2 separate regions of the Mus musculus genome follow, and region 2 is linked to region 1. The links are chromatin contacts, called in public HiChIP or PLAC-seq maps. All regions are on one chromosome and are shown on one strand. Each heading gives the region's core, a stretch centred on a gene start, on an enhancer-like site or on the middle of the called end of the contact. The rest is flanking DNA. Distances are from core to core; before and after follow the strand shown. Region 1 has its middle 110 kb from the start of Gm30034. Region 2 overlaps Arhgap18 (Rho GTPase activating protein 18).

Region 1 (5,847 bases), core at 2,203-4,702:
AGAATAATGATTGAGGTAGACAGGCAACATCAATCTCTGTTTTCCATACACACATATACCTGCACACAGAGGCATGTGCTGGAAATCTGCACATATACACATACGAACACCATGCACACACATGTATACAAAAAGAAAGAAAGCCAGGAACAAGAGAAGAATGAAGTAAAGTGTGAGCGGATGAGGTAAGGCTTAGATGATAACAGGCCTCATGCAGAGATCAACGATCATGTGCCTTAAACAGAACTCCAGAATAAAGAAAAGGAGTTCTGATTCAGATTAAGAGGTCTGAGTAATATAGCTGGATGCCTTTTTGTTTTGGGATAAATTGTAAACAGCCAGAAGTTATTTATAACTGAGTTCACTGGGTGTTGAATTTTTGACAATGCAGCTATTAAATACACAGTGACCAAATTATATTTTGATCTTAAGTGTAGCAGACTGATTAAGAAATAATCCTTGATAAGAAGGGGATTAAAGAACAAAGGTTAAAAATTGACATCTAAGGAGAGAAGTGGCTGTCTTCCCCTTGGTCATCATCTCTCAACTTTAGAGAGTTCATTCTCCCACCAAAACCAAAAACTGTAGTGAGTGTTGCTCCATTAAAAAGACAGACATTACTGTCTTACCACCCATTTTACTCAGAAAGTTATCAGTATATTACAGCTGCAGAAACACCATACACCAGGGATATGAGTTGGTGCTCAGCAGTAGAGAGAGTATTTGCCTAGTATCAGTTAGACTCTGGGTTCAGTCTCCAGTAACAAGAACATCCATCCATCATCCATCCATCCATCAAAATATTTTCGTCCATAAATATTTTATGTGTATGTGTGTGTGTATAGTCTCTGTGCATGTATGTATGTGTGTTCACATGTCTTTAGTTAAGAAGTTGCCTTCCATTGTGTTTGCAACCACTTTCTACCTTATATACTGAGCCATGGTCTTTTACTCAAACCTCAATTTCCCACATTAGGATAATCTAGATAGCTTGCTTGCTTCAGGGATCTGGGGTCTCTGCCTTTGAGGACAGGGACTACAGACAGGCTGCTACACTCACCTGGCATTTATGTGGGAATTTGCACTCTTGTCCTTATACTTATGTGCCTTTCTTTTTCTCCTTTGCTAATATATCTCAGACACCGGCCTAGTAGCTATGCTTATATTATCTGCTTTCCTACCAGGCACAGAATACTACATAAATGTCAAGTTTAAGGAGAGAATGGAGAGCAGGGAAAACTTAGACCAAACAAATTCATCTGAGCTGAAGACTAAGCCAAGGTGGCAGCTGACTACCAGGTATGTGACACTGGATGACGTGAGGATCGATTGGAAGCACAAGAAACATGAGAGTCAGGTAAGGAGACAGCATAAGAAGCCATGGAGATGATGGTTAGAACTCAAGGGATAGTGTAAGGACACAAAACTACATTAAGTGCAATTTTGAACACTTACAATAGGCCAAGAACTAGGGAAAGAATTATGTTTGTACTTTACTGTTGCTCACACAAATAAAGATTTCCAATAAATAGGAATTATCTCTATTATAACTAAGGACATGAACACCAACAAATGAAGCAGTAAGGGTAGCATTCAGCAGGTCATCTGTCCTGCTTGAAGACCTGGGGCTCAAACACCACTCACAGTTCAAGGCCCGGGCACAACCTGTGCTAGAGAAGCCCTAGTGATTCTTACCTTATTCCCAGTGTGATGACTTGACTCAAGACTGGGGACCTAGTGCTGATATTAGCTGACAGAAATGTCCAGGGCAAGGTGGGGAAATGCCTCTAGAGTCTGCCTGTTCTTGAACATACAGGTTGTTTTCTAGTCCTGTTTTCTAAGCTAGCAGAAGAATGTGAAGTAGAACCATATTAATTAGCATCCTTGAATCTCATGCTCTTCTGGGGTTCTTGACCTATTTCTTGACCACCCTGAGGCCTGATTAAAAATGCCACAATCTGTAACTCCACTTTTGGAAAAAGACTTCTCATTCTTTGTTTCCTACCATACCAGAGTTCTCTCATCTTTGCCTCTTCACCTTCACAGGCTCATTGCATTAAGCTGGGTTCCAGAAAGTGGAAATACTCTTAGTTCACAGAGTGTCCTCTATTGCTTTGCCTGACCCACAGCCAGCCAGCAAACCAAGAGCTCAGAGACATTTGTTGAATGGATGATAAGGTATTAGAGCAAAGTCAAGGAGAAGAAAAGTCAAACATGGAGGATTCATATCTTTGGTTTCTGTGGAAATAACATCAGAAGAAAAGGCAAAATAATGTGCATGGGCACAATATTGGGATAATCCACCAAGAAGGTAGATTGAAGGCATTCAGCTTACCCTGCAAAAGAAAAGGGAAGGAATTGAATTCACATGCATTTCCAATGTTTTACTCCATCTTTGTTAACAGTAGTGTAGATATGAAGAGTCTAACTATATTTTGCATATGTACTTATGTATGCATATATACACACATATATTAACATTTGTAGTATTTATGCAAATATTCACACATTAATATATGTACACTTATCAACACTAGCATGCTGTGGTTTTATTTTATGAAACCTTCATCAGAAATTAGTTCCTTCTATATTGAGGGAAGATTTGCTGAACAAAAATTCATCACAATAGAGATGGTGAGTCATTTCTAGTTTGGTGACTCATATCGTGTTGATTTTATAACCTTTAAGTGATGTGACAATAATAATCCTCAATTTGTCTGTGATTCTTCAGAGCTCTGAAGATAACATGACTATGAATAACAGCAGTTAGGTCTTGAATCTTAATTGTAGCTGTACTTCCAAATTGTGTGCATTTTTTTGTAAGATTTAAACTGGAGTCTGTTCAAACATGGAGTTCTTCCTTAGATAGCTATGTTTTGGATTAAAGGAGGTAATTGTAGAATTCAGCTCATTGTGTTCTAACAACATCAATACCATAAAAATGCTCAGCAAAGGTCACAGTTGACATTAATGTTTGATTAAGTGCAAAGGCAAATGTATGTATTCTAGAGTTTGAACATTTGTAGTATTGGTCAGCAGAATGAGTTAGTTGCTCGTATGCATTAGTGGAGCAAGTGCTTGTCTGTGATGCTCCATGCCATTGACTCTGAAATCCATCTACCTAGGTGAGGAAGTGGAGGAGGGAGGGGTGAGAACAATAGGAAGGACACAGGATTCTGTGTTTAAATCGACAACTTCTCATGTTAACTTTTCAAAGTTGATCATATCCTGTGGTGTTGAAAATGAGATATAGAGAAATTAAGTACAGTCATCCAAGGCAGCAGCAGCACCAGAAACCTGGAGTGGAGAAAATCAACAAGGTAGTCTTTTATATTCAAAGAGATCCTGCTGTGACTCATTTGACCTTCTGTGAGTCATGTGCCCTAGTGATTTGCAGTATTAATGGGAAACTAACTTGAATGCTTACAGTGCTGTCTTCCAAGTATTTCAATCCAGGCAACATTTTCTGAGTCATGACTGTAGGTATTGTCAAATGTTCCTCCCACGCCATTCAGGACTTCCCTTAGTCTTCATGCTGATTGGTGAAAGTCCATCACCAGCCATGTTATCTTCCAACATGTGGTTCACTCCTTGGTAAAATACAGAGTGGTTTGTTTTCCATAAACTATCAGTATCAACCCATATATCAATGATTTGGACATTGCAGTGAATCAACTGGCTAGATTCTGGGATACATTTTTATTTTTTAAAAAAGAGAGAGAGAGAGGCAGAGATGTCACTCCAAAAAAGTAAAAATGAAAGTCAAGGCTATGAGAGTCACAGGGTCTTTCAGGAAAAGACTGTGCTTCCAGCTACTCAGGGACTTGAAGGTTGTATGCATTCAATATAGAAGGATTTCTACTGTAGGTTTGATTGGCAGCACAGAGAGGGGAGGCACACTACACCCCACATCAGTCTGATCAACTAATACTAGTGTGTTGATGTTGCAATCTCAGTTTTTCTGCAGCCCAGTTTTCATGTGTGGTTGGTGGGAAGGGATAGAGCATTATCCTGAATGGTCTATCAGATGACGACTTCTTCCCTGATTAAGACCTGGAGAGAACAGCACAGAGGGTCCTAAAGATGGCTATAGAGGAAACCAAGGCTCTACCTGGTCTGGATTATGTATGGTAACAAAATGGTGGGAGAATGCTATTAACATATGGTTAGCAGGTGTCTCTCATTGGTGGCCTGTGGGGAGGTTATTTTATTTCCTTTTCTTTTACTGTCTTCACTAAAATTTTATTAATGAATGTATTTTTCTCACCTGCATGAAATATTAAATTTAATAACCTATTCATTCCCAATAGATGTTGTTTATTAACCTCAAACAACTCTGATTCCTCCCATGTTCCTTAGATCTGTCAATCAAATCTATCTAGCTAATCTATCTGACCTTTTCCTACAAAGTAGGATACATGTAAATATTTCAAGTAAGATACAGAAAATAGAGAAAACCTGGAACTATAAAAGTGAAAAAGAAGAGGAGAAAAGAGAATATACATCTAAGCCAGAGTCTATTACATTTTGAAAATGACTTTGGTTTTGAGCTTTTGAGTAGACAAAGAAGAGGGGGTACAGTGGGGATTTAGAAAGTCAGTGTAAAAAAAAAAAACACAAAGAAAACCAAGATTTCTTTGGGACCAAGATCTTGTCCCTGTTTAAAAGGCAGTAGGAGCCATAATAGTCAGTATTTTTAGAAATGGTGGTTCGTGTGGGCATGTCCTGGAATTTCTGATGGTGGTTCATGTGGTCATGCCCTGGAATTCCTCTCAGATAAAAGTAAGGTAATAATAAAATTCAGTTTATGTTTTGTGGGGCACAAGGGGATGTACAGAGTAAACTAACGTGGGCCCATGGGGGCACACAGAGACGGAACAACCAACCAAAGAACATGCAGGGGCTGGACTTCAGGGGCGCCTACACATTTGTAGCAGATGTGCAGTTCTGTCTTTATGTGGGTCCCCTAACAATTGGAGAGGGAGGCTGTCTCTGACTCTGTTGCCTGCCTTTGAATCCTCTTCCTGTAGCTGGTCTGCCTTGTCTGGCCTCAGAGGGAGAATGCACTTAGTTTTGCTGTGACTTGATGTCCCAGGGTGGGGAGGTGCCCATGAGAGGCTTTCTCTTCTCTTAGGAGAAGGTGTGTGTGTGTGTGGGGGGGGTAATGGGGGAGAGGTTTGGGAGGGTGGGAATGAAAGGAAAGGAGGGAAGGACTGCAATGAGGATGGAAACTGAAAAAAATAATAATAAAAAAAAATAATGTTTTTTGTGGACCAATAAAACAACATGGCCCAGGGACATGTCTTTTGGGTGGTTGAACATGAATAGAATCCATATAAATAGTGCAGGGTAGACAAAACCCATTCTTTGGCTCCTTAATATATGGCTGAGAAAATTGAAACCTCCAAGGTCTTAAAGTATCTACAGTGCTCCCCCTTTCTCCTCTGCCTGTCCTTCTGTCTGTCTGTCCATCTGTCTGTCTGTCTGTTTGTCTTTTCTGTCTGTCTCTGTCTCTCTTGTGTGTGTGTGTGTATAGTATACATATATGTATGTATATGTTGCATGTAAATCAGCGTCCAGTATATACATGTGCATGGTCAGGTGTGTATAGTATATATATATATATATGTGTGTGTGTGTGTGTGTGTGTGTGTGTGTATGTTGCATGTAAATCAGTGTCCAGTATGTACATGTGCATGGTCAGGTGTGTATAGTATACATATTTGTATGTATATGTATGTTGCATGTAAATCAGTGTTCAGTATGTACATGTGCATGGTCAGGTATCAGCTAGAGGGACAGGGTTTGATACTGAAGCAGAATCTCACTGTTTCTGCAAGGTGGCTG
Region 2 (5,847 bases), core at 1,756-4,255, 330 kb after region 1:
GCAGTCCCGAGGAAGAAAGTTTCTTTGCAAATCTCTGACTTTGCTTTTGCACCTTCACCTGATGGGAGGAGGCGCATCATCCCACAGAGGGTGACCTGCATGCCTTAAACTCTGCAGTTTATATATTGGTCACTTCTAAAAAGATGCTGTCACTAAAGCCTCTAGACTAGTGTTTGCCTGAACCTCTGTGCACTACAGTGCTAACCAGGCAGGCATATCTCATGACATAGAATTAGTATTTCAGTTTTGTTCGTATTAAAAATAAAGAGATGACTAAAGGGTTGACTTCTAGTTAGCTTTCCTCAGTTTGCATTTGCCTTGTGTTTTAATAAAGAAACCAGAGAGATGTGTGAGAAGAAGCATCTTTTGATTCTTCTGCCCTTGAACTTGGTGGAGAGGAAGAAACACCTGATTTTCAGAAACATTTCACTCCCAGAATCCAGAGTGTTCATCTTGAACTTTGAAAGGCCAATTTTCAGCGGGTGACACTAAGCAAAGCTTATCTCATATTAGTTAACTTTAGCTTCTACTGCCCTTGCTTTGCCTTGCCTTTTCTCCTAACCCCTCAAAGGCAAGCAGTGGTTTGTGTTCACTGTGAATAGTGGTTCATTTTAATGGTATAGTTTTCAGAAGAAAAATGTTCACTTTATTTAGAAAGTGCATTTTCTGATCAAATTTTCAAATCCAATGTTGTTGTTGTTGTTGTCCCGATGATTCCCCCAAGTCAGTGTTGTGCCAAAAGAGACTGATTTCATTTCTACTTTATAATTCAGTGTTCACACACACGCATACACATATAAGTATATATATATATATATATATATATATATATATATATATATTTATATGTGTGTGTGTGTGTGCATGTGTGTGTGTAGGAGCACCATTAAAATATCAAACACTGAAGTTTCACCAAATAGCACAATTATGTATAGCTGTTTTTGCCTATTTTAGGTCTTAAAAGTTAAAAGAAAGCTGGAATATATTTCCTGTTAATATAAAAGCTAATAATATAGCTAATTAATAATGTAACTAAAATATGTGATTTTCAAAGTGAGAAATAGGAGATAACACATGGTATTGTTTCAGACAGTATACTTCTATAACTCGATGCTGTGATCCAGCACTAGAGACCGCTAGGAAAGGATTTAAACACAAATTCAGAAATGAATCTCAATTAGCATTTTCAAAGCCATAATTTTCTTCTGTATTTAATAAAAGTAAAAGGTGTAGATGGCTAAAAACTAATTGACTTGAGCAACCTGCATTCAACTGGATGTTTTAATAAAGCATGCAAATATTTTATAAGGTGAAATAAAATGAAAATTGGTCATACACGAAACATTTTAATAGCTGGTGTGAAATACTTTATTGAATGATGTCCTTCTAATTTCAAATAATTCATAATTATTTTTACTTTGAGTTCCTCTGCAGTGGTACTTGAAAAATGTGGTCTAGGAAAATTTGAATTTTAAAAATTGATGTACTTCTTTGGTCAGTGATGCCTCACCTAATAATAGTGTATTCTTAGGAGAATTTGAGATTTTTGAATCTCTTTATATCAGAGGCTTTCCTGGTCAAAACTGATTCCCTGGATAGGGAAAAATAGGTGGTTAGGGAAAAGTCACCAACACTTGAGGACCCACTGCTGAATTTGGTATACCTGATTTGGAATCTATAGGGCAGAGATCCATAATTCTCCCAAGGCCTTGTCCCTAACAGACACTTTTATGTGAAAGGGGCAACAGTGCGCTCTATGTGGTCTATGGAGTGTGAGAAACCATTAACAGAGGGTTCCCTGGAGAAAACATTCACTTTCAAATATTCTTTTGCACCCTGGGGGATTTCATGCCCCAAGTTGCACAGAGAACATTTAACTAAGATTGGAGATGCAGGGAAGCCATGTCTGGGTTTTGTAAAGCAGAAGACTTTTAAGAAGGGGGATGGGCTACAGGACAGAAGCACTTAGTGTCTACCTTGTACTTATGAGGAGGCGGTGGAACCTGATTTTCCTATGCATCCTAGAGGATGCTCTGTCTCTGTAAGCTCCACCCTGTACTGCCCAAGGGATGAGCGACCCAGGTTTTGCAACTGGAAGCTTCCTGACGGGACACACCATTCTTAGTTTCTTCACCGCTTTTTAACAATTTACCTCTGTAATATTGCCTATTTGACTGATTTTATATAGTTTTTAATATTTACTCAGTTTTAAAATTATGTGCCTTTGCATGTGGGTACTTGCATGTGAATGCAGATGTCCACAAAGAACAAAGAGGTCCTGCTGATTCCCCCCACCCCCACCCCACCTGGAGTTACAGGCAATTGTGAGCCACCTAAACAGGAGCCAAGATCTGAACTTGAGTCCTCTGAAAGAGCAGTACATAACCTCTGAGCCATTTCTCCAGCCCCATGGCTACTACATTTTCATTTTAATTTATTTTAGTGGTGTCCTTGAGCTAGATTTGTGCCCATTCCTTGAGTGTTAGTATTACTTAGAAGCGCTGCTTGAAAGCATTTTTTTTAAGTTTGCCACCAGAATCTTAAAACGAATATTAGCAACAGTTTTTTTTTCATATAAAAATATTGTTTCCTGAAACAAATTAAGTACAGTATATAAATGTGCAAATACTGGAATTGCATGGCATTTATTTGATTGCACAATGCATGTTGCTGGAGAAGCAAAATAGTGTTCTGAGTTGCTTTTACACAGTGAACATCTTTTCTCTGATCCTGTGGAGAGTCCCAGCTGTTGTGTGAAATTATACATTCCTTTTACAAAAGAGAAAAAGACAAACCTTTTCAAATTTCAACTCAGGTTTTTGTATGTATAGTTTTGAAGATGCCGGTCCCATAGCACTCAGAATCTCATCAAATCCGATTTGCATGCCATCAGAATCAGCTTTCACTTCTTGCAATGGGGGAACCGATGTTGAGCTGTACCTGTTAACAAAGACTAAGATCAAAATGTTTCTTGGCTTATCTGCAGCTGATTTCTCGAATTGAAGAAGGCAGTCTGGAAACCGAGGGCCTCCTACGGATACCAGGAGCAGCCATGAGAATCAAGGTGACTAAAATGCTTCAGTTCTGTTAATGTGCAATTTTGTTGCTTAATTTTGCTTGTGAATTTTAAAGGCCAACTTAGCCTCCCCATCCTTATTCTTGTTAGCAGAGGCGATAAAATAAAATAATAAAATGTCCGAACTTCCACGTTATCATTTCTCTACACACTCCTTCTGGTTTCTATAAGTTTGTATTTTTCCAGATCCCCACGTCACCTATTATAATCCCTTGAGAACGAGAACATCGTGACTCAGAAGGTAGTAGGGAGCTGGGTGAGACAGAGTCAGGATGAGTAATAGCAACGGAGTTTGGATTTTAAAAGGAGAGGGAACAGAACACTCCAGGTGGGAGCAGAGGAAGGCTCTTGACAGGAGCCGCGCAGTTGGCGGCTTTGACAGAAGGAACAGCTTTGGGTAATTTCTAAGAAGGGCAGTTAAGTGGATTCAACTGTGTCAACTGGTCCACCCGGCCTGTTGTCATAGGCCAGATCGTGGCGCAGCCAGCCCCTTGTAAAGGATTTATTTACAGATGATGTGCTGCTAATGGTTGGTCTCCCTACTCCACTGAACCTTCTGTACCCCTTCTTGCCTCTTTCCCCCATTTAGCGTTAATTTCCCTCTTCGTTTCTTCTCTCTCCTTCTTTTCTCCTTCCCTGCTCCTTTCTCTTTCCTCCCTCACTGCTCTTTGACTCCACCCCCCAGTTTCTGAGGTATCAGCCATGCTTCTCACCAACTACAAAAACAATTAGGCAAAAAAATTGGCTAGGATTTGGTTCGGAGAAAATGTGGTAAGGTTACTCTATCAGGAGAGGATGAGCCTCAGTATGTTACTGTATAACAGAGGCTGTAGCTCGATACTGGAACCCTTTCCTAGCACACAGAGGTATAGGGATCCATCCCCAGTGAAACAAAAGAAACAAAACCCACAACCTGTCCTTTGAGAAAGTGGCTCCAGTAATAGACACTTGGAAACATTTTTGACACAATAAGTCTTATGCCACGTTAAAAATGAATCTTGAAAAATAGTCCTCACACACTAAGTTGATTTAGTAGCAGTAGTAGATGGCTTGGCACGTCTCATAGAGTGCTTGAAGTGAGGGGCCTCAGCTTCCACGTTCTGCATGGACTCACTAAATTAACTTGGGCTGACAGCAGAATGGTGGGACAGTGAAGGCAAGTATCTTTCCATATTTCTATGACTCCTTATCTACAGGATTTGGCTTTACATTTCTCAAAGGTAACAAAATTGAGGTAACATCTGTGTAAGATTTGGATTTGTTCATTTTGCTATGTAATATGCCTCTAAATAGCTTTAAAAACATTGTCTTGAATTGTAATTTTTTTTTTTAAATAACTAATGGTAGTGTTTAGGTTACATGCCGAGTAGAAAGTGATTTTAACTGATCTTTTAATTAAATCTTTGCTAATTAAAGTGTGTGAAAATGTTTAAACTCTTTTCTTAACCTTGGGTATAATTTCTTCACTTAAAGGACAATCAAAGTTGGGAACGATATTTTTCTGTGTAACAGAAACACATTGACTTTTGCTATTCAGATATTTCTTTATAGATTAGAAATCTTATAAGATGAAAAACAGATCACACTCTCAATAGGGAACAAACGTACTTACTGCTAATTTCTGTCTCCCCTTGTGCCATTTAGAATCTTTGCCAAGAACTAGAAGCGAAATTTTACGAGGGGACTTTCAATTGGGAAAGTGTCAAACAGCACGATGCGGCCAGCCTGCTGAAGCTCTTTCTGAGAGAATTGCCCCAGCCACTGCTGAGCATGGAGTATCTCAAAGCCTTCCAAGCTGTCCAGAGTAAGTGTTTTCTACCTGGAAGTAGCCTGGGGGTGAGTTCCACCCACGTTAATTGTCTCAGTGACAACTGTCATCATAAGGCACCGCACTACCAGACGTGTTTCCTTAGATAAGTTGATTCACGGATGTCAAGAGTTGTCAGATGCTACATACCACTTTCCTTTCATTCATATAATGTCTAAGTAAACATAACTGAATATTCTCTTCAGGTGCAGATAAGTTGCATGGCCTTTAAAAACACAATGCATCTAGTGTTAAGACCTGGAAACTTTGAGTTTCTCTCTTAATAGCATGAGTCACATAGATCTCTGTTGTGGTTTTCTTGCCAAGTGTTGAAAGGAACACAGAGTGGAGAAACTGTGGATTAGCACTTACTATAAAAACACAAAGAGATATAGTATCTACGGCCATTTCCTGAAAACGTAAATCTGTAGCTGTGTAGGAGGATGGGACCCTAGTGCTTTGTTGCTTCATTGTAGGGACCCTAGTGCTTTGTTGCTTCATTGGTAGAGGGCTGCAAAATTCTGGTGTTCGTCCAATTTCTGGTCCTGGAAAACTCCAAATTAAAATAAGTAATCTGTCTTGATACCTTTCCAGGGAGGAAATACGAAGATCTTTCAAGGTTTATATAGTGCTATGGTTTTCTCATTTATTCCTAGGGGCCACCAGGACAGGAAAGGGTACTCTAATGATGTTCAAGTAATCTTATCTTTAACTTCCAAACCAGAACACTTGGTGAGTAGATGAGGTTGTTATTAATAATGGCAGAGAGATATAGTGCCCACTAGCACTATCACATACTATTTTTTAGGTGTGCAATTTTGGGGTGAGTGTCTAAATTATCTTATATCATAACTTTTCCCCTCAAAATATCTAAAGAAGATAAGAACACTGCTATTTAAAGTATTTAATTTCTTTTTAACACCAAAACAAAAATCCAAAAAAAAAACAACCCCAAAAAACAAAA

Evidence for each region. HiChIP or PLAC-seq counts read pairs in DNA pulled down with a chosen protein or histone mark.
Region 2: a contact with region 1 is called in a FOXA1 HiChIP or PLAC-seq map of pancreatic cancer cells. The contact joins two enhancer-like sites. A contact is called at or near these places in 1 of 15 datasets of contacts at CTCF or cohesin (the NIH/3T3 cell line), 4 of 484 Hi-C or Micro-C datasets (the HPC-7 cell line, embryonic fibroblasts and uterus), 1 of 115 datasets of contacts at active chromatin or transcription factors (pancreatic cancer cells) and 1 of 9 other capture datasets (liver).

Annotation. Positions count from the first base shown.
Region 1 is chr10:26,541,584-26,547,430 of GRCm38.p6, forward strand. No RefSeq gene overlaps it. Among named protein-coding and RNA genes, the nearest start is that of Gm30034, 110 kb to the left of the region's middle. Within about 2 kb of position 3,453, at least 27 of the 459 cell types and tissues checked have an H3K27ac peak or open chromatin away from gene starts, as enhancers often do. A contact at or near this core is called in pancreatic cancer cells, where this site is marked.
Region 2 is chr10:26,874,171-26,880,017 of GRCm38.p6, forward strand. Arhgap18 (Rho GTPase activating protein 18) reads left to right here. Exons shown (of 15, transcript NM_176837.2): 8 at 2,987-3,064; 9 at 4,721-4,880. Among named protein-coding and RNA genes, the nearest start is that of Gm30534, 89 kb to the right of the region's middle. Within about 2 kb of position 3,006, at least 16 of the 459 cell types and tissues checked have an H3K27ac peak or open chromatin away from gene starts, as enhancers often do. A contact at or near this core is called in pancreatic cancer cells, where this site is marked.